2 separate regions of the Mus musculus genome follow, and region 2 is linked to region 1. The links are chromatin contacts, called in public promoter capture Hi-C maps. All regions are on one chromosome and are shown on one strand. Each heading gives the region's core, a stretch centred on a gene start, on an enhancer-like site or on the middle of the called end of the contact. The rest is flanking DNA. Distances are from core to core; before and after follow the strand shown.

What was found. Promoter capture Hi-C pulls out the DNA fragments that hold promoters and counts their contacts.
Region 2: a contact with region 1 is called in a promoter capture Hi-C map of liver. The contact joins the enhancer-like site here to the promoter of Stra8 in region 1. A contact is called at or near these places in 2 of 39 promoter capture datasets (embryonic stem cells and liver), 1 of 15 datasets of contacts at CTCF or cohesin (pro-B cells), 6 of 115 datasets of contacts at active chromatin or transcription factors (embryonic stem cells, large pre-B cells, pancreatic cancer cells and 1 more) and 2 of 9 other capture datasets (liver and pancreatic islet).

The regions. Positions count from the first base shown.
Region 1 is chr6:34,919,229-34,925,981 of GRCm38.p6, reverse strand. It overlaps Stra8 (stimulated by retinoic acid gene 8), which reads right to left and starts at 5,034. Exons shown (of 9, transcript NM_009292.2): 1 at 4,928-5,034.
Region 2 is chr6:34,735,145-34,741,737 of GRCm38.p6, reverse strand. All of the region lies in intron 3 of Cald1 (caldesmon 1), which reads right to left. Among named protein-coding and RNA genes, the nearest start is that of Gm38787, 5.6 kb to the right of the region's middle. Within about 2 kb of position 1,912, at least 6 of the 459 cell types and tissues checked have an H3K27ac peak or open chromatin away from gene starts, as enhancers often do. A contact at or near this core is called in liver, where this site is marked.

The DNA.
Region 1 (6,753 bases), core at 3,785-6,284:
GTATACCCTGGGATTCCAACACTAGGAAGAGCACATCAGCTTGCAACACTCTTAAAAACTCCAGGAAGTTCTGAAGATATGCTTCCTCTAGCCCCGACCCCAGGCCCATGAGTCTGCTGAGTAGCCCAGGCCGACCCGGAACTCTCCTCCTTACTCAGCTTCCAGAGAGCCGGGATTTTAGGCACGCAAGCCCATCCCTTGCATGGTTCTCTAATGGGAGAAATGTTCCCTATTCTGCCCCCTGACCCCCATGCGGCAGCCTCGTCATTTTTGTCACCTAGAACATCACATATCTGTCCTCAGCCCTGGTTTCTACCCATCTAGAGCTGGCTTGTTCTCTGTTTCTTTTGCTTTGCTTCGGCTGGCCTCAAATCCAGATCTGCCCACGAGACCCTTGGTGAGGCTCCATCTCACAGGCGTTGCTGGCATTCTTCCAATCATGTGGCAAAATGCAGGCATCTGCAGGTAGATGTGGCTCAGGCCAACACCCTTGTCTGCACTGCCTTTTCAAATTGAAACAAAGAATCCCATTGACAGCCCTGCTAAGACAAAGATCCCAGGTTAGAAGGAACAGCAGAGGTGATTGATGAAGGCAAGGGCAATGAGACTTAAGAGGAAAACACAGAGCAGAGCGTAGAAGAATCAGCATTTTAGTTCTCCCTAACCATACAGAACTGTTTGTATTCCAAGCATTCACTATTTCACCAATTCAGTTCTTAACAGGCACAGTGAGAGGCGACCAATTAGAGATGCACTAAAGAGCCATGGGAACCAATACTGTGCATCTGCTGACTAAGAAAAGAAGAGAGAGATGCTACAGGGGCAGCAAAGTCCCATGCTCACTCGAAGAAACTGGCACGGCCAGAGGACTGAATGTACGCACCCAGATGAGCCAGGATGCAGGGAACTCAGGATGGAGATACCAGTTTGAAGAAAAGTACTGATTTTGTTGTTGCTGTTGTTGTTGTTGTTGTTGTTGCTGTGGTGGTGGTGGTGGTGGTTTTGTTTTCGAGTCTCAAGACTGTACCTTGGCCTATCCTTAAACTCAGGATCCTCCCGTTTTGGCCTCCCAAGTAGTCGAATTAGAGGTTTGTGTTACTATCCCTAACTGAAGATATTTTTCTCTGAGAGAGAATAACGGCTCACCACTGCAATCCCAGTGTTTGGTAGGCAGAGGCAGAAAGATTGCCCAGATTTCCAGGCCAGTCTAGACTAAGAAGCGAGATTCTGTCTCAGAAATTTCCAGACTTGGGTTGGCTACGTAGATCAGCTGGCAGACTGCTTGCCTAGCTAGCGTGGACGAAGCACTGGCTTCAGTCCCCAACGCCACAGAACCAGAAAACCAGGCAGGTGGCGCTTGAGAAGCAGGGTATCCAAAGTTCACGATCATCTTTACCTACACAGCAAGCTCAAGACTGAGCTCACATACATGAGACCACCTCAAACAAACGCATCAACAGCCCCTCTCAAAAACAAACAACCAAAAACCCAAACAAAAACAAAAACAAACCAACAACCCAAAACAAAAAAAAATACCAAAACCACAACCAAAACCAATCATCACCACCAAAAAACAATAAAAAGAAAAAACAAAACCAACTAACAACAACAACAAAAAGAAAAGAAAAAGACAAAGAAAACACCAAGCAAACAAAATAAAGCAAAAGCAACATAAATATGCCATGAATTCATTATTTTGTATGATAAATGAAAAAAAAACAATTAAAACTTAATTACAGGTAGTGTTACCTAGTATATCAAGATTTTACCTAAAATAAAAGACAGAAAAAAAGAAAGAAAAGAGAAATCTAGGTGGTGGATGAGTAAGGTGTTTCAGAGATGATACAACACATGGTCATGCTATGTAAGGAATGGCAGGCCAGCTTCTGGGTGCGTATAAGGCCAGAGTCACATTGCTAGCTCATTTAGCCAGCCATACGACCAAAATGGGCCAAGAATTCTCTAGATCTTAATTTTTCTACCTGTAACGAGGAGGCAAAAAGCCCTTCAGTAGACTGCAAGCTAAATGCTCTCACTTGGCTTGATTACAGTCTCATTATGTAGCCCTGGCTGGCCTTGAACACATGAACCCTTCTGCCTCAGCCTCCTCAGTGCTGGAGTGACTAATGTATACCACTAGGCCAAGGTCTAAAACAGGCTTTTCTCAGTGCTGGAGTGACTAATGTATACCACTAGGCCAAGGTCTAAAACAGGCTTTTCTCAGTGCTGGAGTGACTAATGTATACCACTAGGCCAAGGTCTAAAACAGGCTTTTCTCAGTGCTGGAGTGACTAATGTATACCACTAGGCCAAGGTCTAAAACAGGCTTTTCTCTTGTCCCCTGCCCCTTTTTTGAGACTTGACTTCACTCTGTAGCTCTGGCTGTCCTGGAACTCACCCTGTAGACCAGGATGGCCTCAAACTCACAGAGAACTGCCTGTCTCTGCCTCCCTAGTGCTGGGATTATTAGTGTGTCCGTCACTGCCCAACCCAGACCACATTTTTATAGCCAAAGATATTTTTTCTATACAAACTCCACTTAATACCAACTCGGAACTAACATTTTGTAAAGTTCCCCAAAGCTAGATGTGGTGAAAGACACCTGTCTCGATCCAACAAGCAAAACTAATGGAGAAGCCAACTGAACTAAATTAATTACTTTCTTTTATTTCCCTAGATTAAATAAAAATAAGTGATCTTATTTTTTTCTAGGTTTCAGAAAACTTTCAAAATTTTTAAGTATCTCTGAAAACCCCTTGCATGTGAGCCTTCTTATTAGCAAGTGGTAGGTAGAAAGGAGCAATATGCTGTACTTGGGCTTTCTTCCATTCCTTATGCTTATGATTGTGTAAAAATGATTATGATTATGTAAAAATCCAATATCACTATCAAACATGAAAGAGTTGTGGGTGATATAAATACACATGCTCTAGGAATCCCTGCTCTCTCTCTCTCTCTCTCTCTCCCTCTCTCTCTCTCTCTCTCTCACACACACACACCACACACACACACACACACACACACACACACACACACGGAGTCATGGGTGACCCACACACTCTCTAGAAGTCGTGAGTAAAACACATATCCTCTAGGAGTCGATGGTTGACCCTCTCCCCCACATTCTAGGAGTTGCAGGTGACCCACACAGGCTCTAGGAGTCGTGGGTGATCCACACACACATCCTCTAGGAGTAAGAGGTGACCCACACACATGCGCTCTAGGAGTCGCAGGTGACACACACATGCTCTATAAGTTCCGGGTGGCCCACACATCCTCTAGGAGTCACAAGTGACCCACGCATGTTCTAGGAGTCGTGGGTGACACACACATCCTCTAAGAGTTCCTGGTGGCCCAACACACACATCCTCTAGGGATTGCAGGTGACCCCCACACATTCTCTAGGAGTCCCAGGCACCCCACATATCCTCTAGGAGTCGCAGGTGACCAGCACACATCCTTTAGGAGTCACAAGTGATCCACACACATCCTCGAGGAGTCGGGGTGACCCCCCCCATACTCTAGGAGTCGCAGGTGACATACAGATCCTTTAGGAGCCGTAGGCAACTCCCACACATCATCTAGGAGTCGCTGGTGACCCCCACACGCATCCTCTAGGTGTCGCAAGTGACCCCCCCCCATTCTCTAGGAGTCTCAAGTGACCCGAAGGAGTCGCAAGTGACCCCCCCCCCACACACACACATCCTCTAGGAGTCGCGGGTGATGCACAGATCCTCTAGGAGTCGCTGGTGACCCCCGCCCCATCCTCTAGGAGCTGCAAGTGACCCACACATCCTCTAGGAGTCGCAAGTGAACCACACATCCTCTAGGAGTCGCAAGTGACCCACACATCCTCTAGGAGTCGCAAGTGACCCACACATGCATGCTCTAGGAGTCGAGGAGGACACACAGCACAGATCCTCTAGGAGTCGCAGGTGACTTCCCCCCTGACTCCGCTCTCCACTCCCTTCCCCCCCCCCCCGTTCTCTAGGAGTCTCAAGTGACCCACAAATGCTGTAGGGGTCGCAGCTGACCACCACACGTTTTCTAGGAGTCGCGGGTGATGCACGGATCCTCTAGGAGTCGCAGGTGACCCACACACATCCTCTAGGAGTAGCGGGTAACACCCCCTTCTCTAGGAGTCGTGGTTGATCCACAAGCACAATCTAGCAGTCACTGGTGACTTACACACTCTCTAGGAGTCCCGGGTAACCCCTACACACACGCTCTAGGAGTCCCGGGTGATCCCCACGCACGCTCTAGGAGTCCCGGGTGATCCCCACGCACGCTCTAGGAGTCCCGGGTGATCCCCACGCACGCTCTAGGAGTCCCGGGTGATCCCCACGCAAGCTCTAGGAGTCCCGGGTGATCCCCACGCACGCTCTAGGAGTCCCGGGTGATCCCCACGCACGCTCTAGGAGTCCCGGGTGATCCCCACGCAAGCTCTAGGAGTCCCGGGTGATCCCCACGCACGCTCTAGGAGTCCCGGGTGATCCCCACGCACGCTCTAGGAGTCCCGGGTGATCTCCACGCATGCTCTAGGAGTCCCGGGTGATCCCCACGCAAGCTCTAGGAGTCCCGGGTGATCCCCACGCACGCTCTAGGAGTCGCAGATGACCCTCACACAAGTTCAAGGAGTCACAGGTGATCCACACAGAAGCTCTAGGAGTCGCGGCTGACCCACACACTCTCTGGGAGTTACGGCGATACACATACACACTCTAGGAGTCGCGGCTGACCCTCCCCATACACTCTAGGAGTCACGGGTGACCCACACGCACTTAAGTCGCCGGTGACACACACACACACACACACACACACACATACACACAAACTTGTGCAAACAGATTAAATATCCACTGACAGGGCATGCATTCACAAGCACCCACTTTTACTCTCAGAACACAAACGGTAGGAGAGTACTTACCTTTAAGGCCACCACGGTGAACCATGCACCTTCGACACTTGTGGAACACGCAGGAAACTGCACGAAGCCCTGACGAGTCAGTCACTCACGACTGCCCGTCGCAGAATAAGAAGAGAGGCTCTTGCCTCAGGTAAAAAACTGACCTGGTACCCCAGGCTGCGAACCAATCACAGCCCTGTCACTGCCACCATGACCAATGGGGATGCATGGTGGGGCGCCAATGGGGAGCGTGGACATTGGTGAAAACATTGTAACAACTTGCCACAGGTTGCAAGAGGGTGTGGAAGGAGCAAGATGACCTTTTCACCCCATCCAGGCGGCTAGCGCCAGTTCTTACACCCCTCAACCAGGGCAATGCCACCTATAACTTTCTCTTGAGATATAGAGGAGCCATCTTCAAGGTCCCAGTAGCAGTCCCCTGTTTCAAGGAAAAGAAAGAGAAAAATGAAGATGTGAGAGGGAATAGGTACAAAATAGGAGAGGGGAATAGGGGATTCCCAACTAAAAAAGCAGAGAAGAGAACCTTAAAGGTGGACTTAAAATGCAGAGAAGAAAAGAGAGAGAGAGAGAGGATGTGTTGAGTTGTTTGTAGTAAGCAACAAGTTTTCTCCAGGTTGAGGGACTACAACTCATTTTCCGCCTCAAATCAGATGTGCTATTATCTTTAAACCACTTTTTTCCCTCGCATCTTGAGATATCTGCAATGGTCCTGACACCACCACATCAGTTTGGCACACTACGAGCGCCACCATATCAAACTGGCACACTAGGAGCGCACTCTTGTAGAGAAAGGAAAGCAAGCAAAAGCCCCTTGGAAGGGGAGAGGCTCAGCCTGTGAATAGGAGGGAGGGTGCCTCCTGCAGTCTGACCTGAGGTGAGCTGCTTCACCATCCTCGCCCCCGCCCCTCCACAGAGGTTAAACGGAGGTCACTTGAGGTAGCAGCTGCAGCCACGACTTTGGTAGCACCAGAAGTTGGATTCCAATCCGGGATCTACCTCACGGTGACTGTGACTGGCTAGAAAGGAGCCCCTTTCTAAAGTATGCAACAGGGTACCTTAAATTTGACTCTAGCGAGTCCTGGTGTCATCTTTCAAATGGTTTTGGTAGATTGTGGATTTTAAACAAAATGAAAACTGTTCAGTGGGAATGGTGGATCATAGCTGTAGTCGCAGCAATCAGGTAGCCCAGAAAGAAAAAAAAAATGAAGTTGGTGGCTAACCTGAGCTTAGAAATGAGGCTCTTGCTCCTGACAGAAAACAGATCTGATGCTTAAGGTACAGGAGTGGGGACCAGTGGGGACCCAGTTACCAGCTCCCCTCTAAACTATCAGGGATATGGCTGGCTAAAGGAGCTGGAGCTTTGTAAGACACTGTAGTGAATTGCCAGACCGATACAGAAAAGAGTGCTGAGGACAGGAATGGCAGCAGGGCCTCTCTCAAAGGCTTGTACCAGGTCCAAAGAGCAGCTACACCTTACCCCCTTGGAGGCAAGTTTTAAAAGTATCTTTTTACTTCCACGCTCTGCTTGGGTCATGACCTATCCCTTCTGACTCTCGGGCGGCCTTCGTTGTGGGTTTCCAGGTGGTCCCGGGCCTGCATCTATGGTCCTTCTCCTGGCTCTGCTTAAACCTCTGTACCTGCTGCTGGGGCTACTGGGTGCAGAACGGGTACTGAAACTGTGAACCTTTGTCTTGGAGAGCCTTGTCCTTGACCTGTGAGGAATGTGGAGGTTTGCAAACTTTGACCTCTGACAGGTCTCAGCCTTTAATTTAGTTGCCATTCCCCTGCCTACTTCACACACACACACACACACACACACACACACA
Region 2 (6,593 bases), core at 663-3,162, 180 kb after region 1:
TATCAGTGTCCTGGCCAAACAGCCTGGGATGACTACTGATGGATCAGAGTTCTTTCTAAAGGGATGCTTCACTGTCTCAAGTTTGGACACCCAACTAATTCGTTTTCAATTTTTTTAAATTATTATTTGAAAAGCATCATCTAATGACCCAGAGGAAATTTTACATTGATCAAATAAACCAGAGCATCTACACCAAAGCAGTATGCCTTTGGAGACTGGGTTAGCATATTTGCATTTTTGTACTGAGTTGATTATCACATGCAAGATTTATATGGGGAAACATCAAGTATTGAACCCAAAATAATCAAAATATCTATAAAAATGAATTTGATACATTGTGAGAACTAGAGCCAGCTCTGACACAAAGACCAGAGAGAATCAAGTCACTCTACTAAACCAAGACTTTGGTGCTAATAAGCCAAAGTTGTTCAATAAAAGTGAAGACAATATTTTGTTTTAGTTAATTTGAAAATTGTCTTGTAGTTGCATACATTTAAAAGTTTGTATTCATTTAGGGACATCTCTTGCTTTGGGTGGGGGAGATTGCTCAGTGGTTAAAGCCCCTACTATATAAGAAGGAGGACTGGGGTTTGAATCCAACATAAATGAAGATAAGATAGATGTCTTCTTTGGTCAGATTTTGTTTTTCCCTTCAGTTACTTTATAATAGTGGTGTGTGTGTGTGTGTGTGTGTGTGTGTGTGTGTGTGTGTGTGTAGTTGACCACTGGTAGGTAGCTTCAATGTATGTGCAATGTGAGAGAGTGTCAGCTAAATCAAAGGTTCCATATTTCTCACTAAAACACGTATAAGTATCTTGATACTCATGCTGTGCTGTGCTGTGCTGTGCTGTGCTGTGTTGTGCTGCACTGTGTGTGTGTGTGTACACTTGCATGTGTATGTGTGTTTGCATGTGAATGTGTGCACATGCCTATGGAGGCCCCGAGGCTGATGTTGGGAGTCTTCCTTGAAGGTTTTCCCCCTGATTCATTGAAGCAGGATCTCTTAGTTGAACATGAAATTCCCTTATATAGCCACCTAGCTATCTTGCTTCAGACTGGAATTACAAGTGGGCCACTATGCCCACCTACATTTATGTAAGATTCGAACCCCAGTCCTCCTCCTTATATGGTAAGGGCTTTAACCACTGAGCAATCTCCCCAACCCAAAGCAAGAGATGTGCCTACGTGGACACAAACTTTTAAAATGTATGCAACTACAAGACAATTTTCAAATTAAAGAAAACAAAATACCAGAACTGTAGGCATCCAGTTCATCACATGTGAGTAATGGTAGCTTGTTCTTGTTAGATTTACAAGCTAGGCTTACATAGGCTTAGATCCAGTGCCTTTATCTGTGTCAGCTTTTTCTTCAATAATACTATTGAATACTATTGAACTATTGTATTGAATTGTACTATCGAATATTATTGAGTTATTCAGTAATATTTTTCTAAAGGTTGGTTCATTTGCTTTTTGTTACTTCAGAAATTCTGACTTTATGCTTACTAAAATCTGCTAGTGTGTCAAATATCAATATAAATGAAGTGTCACTCTATGTGTGCATGTGTGTTCTATCTATATATTATTACACATTCTACTAAACTGAGTGGAAAGTTTCCATAAATATGACAGGAAGAGTAGCATGGTAGAATTAACGTATGCCTAGATTAATAGCTAGAAACCTTGGTTCTCAGAAGGACTATCTGGCCCTTTGATCATCCTGTCATAAGTTCCTTTGGCCCTAGGTTTGTGGCAATCACATAGAAATTCTGGCTGTGTTACACTCGAACACAGTAATGGGCACCATCATCTTGATCATTGTTAGACAAGTTCAGCTAAGGAGCAGCCTCGTAAGGAAAGATGAGTTCAATTCTAAACGTGTTGAGTGTGAGATGACAACATGACACTATACAAATGTTCCCTCCTAATTCAATTATGGTGTCATCAGCAGGAAAGAGCCCTTCCCAGTGGTTTGGCTTCAAATTTTGGATTCTTGGACTAATATTTCTTTGGCTTACTTCTCAGTAGACCGCTCTAACCACAGCAGAGAGAACAAGTCCTTAAAAACTGCTTCACAAGCTAATCAAACAGGAATTTCTTTATTTGGTCTCTCTGTCTCAAGATTGGCCATGAAAGCACGTCTGTTTTGCAGCCTTCTTCTTCTGAAACAAGCAAGAGACATGAAAGGTATGTGTGGGGTACCCTCATGCTAAAAGCAAAACTCTCCCTCTTGTAAAGCAGTCAGATTTTAGCCAGTGTTTCCCAGTATATTTGAGGTATATATCATCTTCCTTTTCCTCTGTGAGTCTCATGGGTTGCTGACTGCATTTAGCTGGGAGATAAACTAGCTTTGCTACTATGGCTGCGTCAGCCAGCCTTCCTTCCTCTTGGATTTCTCACTGGAACCTGAGCAACCTCTTCTCTAATGTCTCTTCTCATTCTTCTTGCTTCCTGTAACTTAAAATCTAAGGGCAACCCACTAGCTGCTCAGAACCCCTCTTCTAGGATAGAGTTGCTAGAGGTTGCTCGGGAATGGTCTTTTACTCTTACTAATAAAATAAGGAATTAAAGCTGTTGACTAAGTTAAAACAACAACAAAGGCACCATCCTAGTGTCATGCTATTTCCAATCCTAATGGCACAGACTCTGGATGAAGAGCATATCAGGTACGGTAAGACTGAGGTACATTTGGTAAATCATTTGCCACACAAGCGTAAACATTGGTGTTACAGTCCTCAGCACCATGGAAAGGCTGCATGGATGTGGTGGGCCTTTAATCCCACTGTGCAGGAGGCAGAGACATGGGAACACTCAGACCAAGCTTACTAGGCTAGCTGAATCAGTGAACTCCAAGTTCAACTGAGAGACCCTGCCTCAGTTTCCAAGGTGGAGAGTAATTGAGACTATGCTGACCATCAAAACCTTGGTCTCCTTGTACATGTGCACTTCCTGTATACACATGAACACATGCAGAACCACACACATACCATATACACACATACTCACATGAACACACCAGAACTGTACCACACACACAACACATAATACACACAAACACACACTCAGAACCACACTATATACACCTCACATACATACATACATACATACATACATACATACATACAAAAACACAAAAACACACACACACACACAAAACCAAAAGAGAACATATCAGTTGGCTTTATAAGTTAAACCATGTGAATGACAAAGTTTTCAACTTGGAGACTCCTGGCTTCTAAAAACAGCAGTGAACCCTTTGTACATCCACCATGGATTAATTTTTCTGTTCTTTCTTTTTTCTTTTTTCTTTGTTTGGGTTTGTTTTGTTTTGTTTTGTTTTTGTTTTTGTGTTGTTTTGTTTTTGAAACGGGGTTTTACTATGTAGCTCTGGCTATCCTGGAACTCACTCTGAAGACCAGGCTGGCCTCAAACTCTCTGCCTCCTAAGTGCTGGGATTAAAAGTATGAGCCACTATGCCCCGCTAGGAATTGTTTTTCATACTAAAAAGTCTTGGTGGTTTGCTGTCCTGATTCTGAAAGTAATGGGCTCTTGATATGTTTTAAAACTAGACAATTACCTAATGCATAAAGACAAAGGCAAATTAGCTGCTTAGAATTATTCCAACTAACTCTGACACGACGCAAGTTTGATGTATGTTCCTAAGTATGTTTTAATTTTTAATAAAATGGGGTAATGTTATACGTATTATTTCACAAACAGTTCCTTTAATTAAACTTCTTCATGGATATATTTTAACACATCAACAAACTGCGTCAATGGAAACAGTATTTCATATCTACATACACCAGATGGTAATTATGCAAATATATTACAATCTAGTATTTCTCATGCTGAAAATATTAAACATGTTTTCCCAACTTTATGTCCCTATAAGCAGTGGTGCAAGGACTTCAAAACTTCTCAGAATTTAGAAGTTCTGTTTACGAAGTTGAGGGCGCTCTCTTTGGAGGCCACTGATGCTCTGATAAACTGGCCTCAGAAAGGTAACACAACTCCAATGATACGTGGGCATACTCACTTCAACACCACACAGAATGTGTCCAATAAGACAGACATGGTTGTAGGATCCTTACTATATCTGCTATAGCAGTAGCTGTAGTCTACGTTAAAGACAATGCTAGCATCTCTGATTTCCCCACACCAGCTGGAACCTTGTTTGAAACGCTGACTAACAAAGTTCCTATCTAACCAGATGGTTAGAGATGGATAACAAACCATTTTAACTTTCATCAAATTTCAGCAGATTCCAGTATTAACCAAGCCACTTGCGCCCACAGCACACAAAAAACCCACCTTTCCCAGACCACTCAGGAGCCATATGGGATTCTGTGGTCCTCTGAGCCAACTGAGAAGGACCCAGCTATATTTCATAAAGTTTTAATCAAACGTATTTCATTGTGATTTTTTAAAAAAAAGGTAATCTCCAAGTCTACTAAGCAACTCTTTATTAAATAAAACAATTGTATGTCCCTGAGCTCCTGAGCTGGGTCAGCTCTGGGAGGGTTGATGATGGAGTATTAGGCTTTGTTTCTTAGCATCCTGCTTTTGCTCATCTCTTGTCACAAACATCTGGAGACGTGATCCACCTTTCCAGTGAAAGGCCAGGGTTGCTAAGAGCAAAATGACTCAGCAAATATTTCAGACAAAGAGGGAGAATCTACCATGCACTCACAAACAATACTTACAAAGGAGTGCAAACACCCCCCCCCCCCCATAGTCTGTAACAATGACATGCTAGTGTAAAGAGCTAGTGTCTCTTCCATTCTCAGAACCTTTGCTCAAAGGCCCTGGTGTGGCTTGATAAGAAAATTCAAATCTACCTATCAGACTCTTTCCTAATGTCCTGGCTGTTTCAAGAAAACTAACTTAAGTCTTGTAATACTAGACCTCTGCTGCCTCCATATAGGACCAAGTTAAATTCTGGTTCTTTGAGATGGAGAAGTTTATATACATATAAGCATTCAAACATAACAAACAAGAAAATCATGGAGGTTTCAGTTTCTGTCTGTCAGTCTGTCAAGAGCCAACTGTGCACCAGATGAAAGAAGGGAGCCACAGAGGTGCTTCAGAAATTGTTGTTGTCTTGCTTCTGTGTCTCCCTCCTTCCACTGACTACTGCTCACAACTTGTATACAACACTAGAGAAATTCTTAACTCACTGTCTACAGGATGTTCTGGGCATAGTGGTGCATGCTTGTACTCTCAGGCACTTGGGATGCTGAAGTAGGATTATACAGTCAAAGCTAGTCCAAGCAACTAATTCAGATGCTGTCACAAATTAGAGACTGAACATGGCTAAGCATGTAGCTCAGTGGTAAAATGCTTAACCTATCATATGCAAGGCTGTAGGTTTAACTCCCATTATCACCACCACCTCATCACCATCACCACCACCATCACCATTACCACCACCATTGCCACCACCACCAGCAGCAGCAGCATCACCACCATCACCATCATCACCACTATTGCCACCACCACCTCCATCACCGCCACCACCACGACCAAGGAAAGAAACAAAGAAAGAGAGGAAGGGAGGAAGTATGAAAAAGAAAGAAGGCAAAAATTATATCTGTAGTATATTTTATAAAACACTACACTCCAGAGCAGGCCCCACATTCAGGAGTAGTTGGCCAAACCAAAATGAACTCCATTTGTTATTTGTGTGTGTGCGTGTATGTGTGTGTGTATTTGGTCTTATTGATTTTTTAATTTTTTTTAGTCTGTTTTTGTTTTCAGTTTTTGTTTTCCTTTTCCTTTTTTTTTTTAAGAGAAAGAACGTGCTGTTGGGTGGATAGGGAGGTGAGGAAGATCTGGGAGTTGACAAGGAAAAATATAGTCTATGAACTTTTTTTTTAAAAAAAAGAAAAAGTAGAGACTACTCTTATTGAAGGCAGGGAGCGATTTCCTTCTCTGTTTAAGGGCATTAAAATCCACAGGTTAACAAGAAAAGCCTCAGAAAATGAGAGGCTCACGGTATTCTAATGAGGCCAGTTATGAACACCCCACTCAGACTGAAATATGTAGTCTGTTTTCCTTAATGGTCCCTGCCATGCTCCCATATCTTACAAAGAATGCACCCGGAATGCCAACAGACCAAGTAAGTTCCTCATCTGACACGATACACCGTTGTGAATTCACAGTGACTCTACAGGCCTGTGAAGAGTTGGTTGGACCTCAAGGTCAGCTCTGATAGTTCTGAACCTCACGGGGCCTCCACCTTCCTGTGAGTCACTTGAGAAAAGTGATTTCAGGTTTGTCAGTGAGATGCCGAGCCGGAGAGACGTTCCCAGCTTCCCACAGCTGCACACTTCCCATGCAGGCCCCACCTAGTAACAGGAGACCCGAGCCTCATGGCCTCCAGAAGGACAACTCTTAGGCAAGTATTATTATTATTAATTATTATTACTATTATTCATTATAGTTTCTGCAAATGTCATTATCTTAATGAGGTTCTTACAACAGGGTCTGACTTACAGAGTTAGAAGTTTCTGTGGGTTAAGAATATGCTCATCGATCGACTATTTGGAGGCAACATGACTCAGGCACACCCAGTGCCCAAGCTCCAGGGG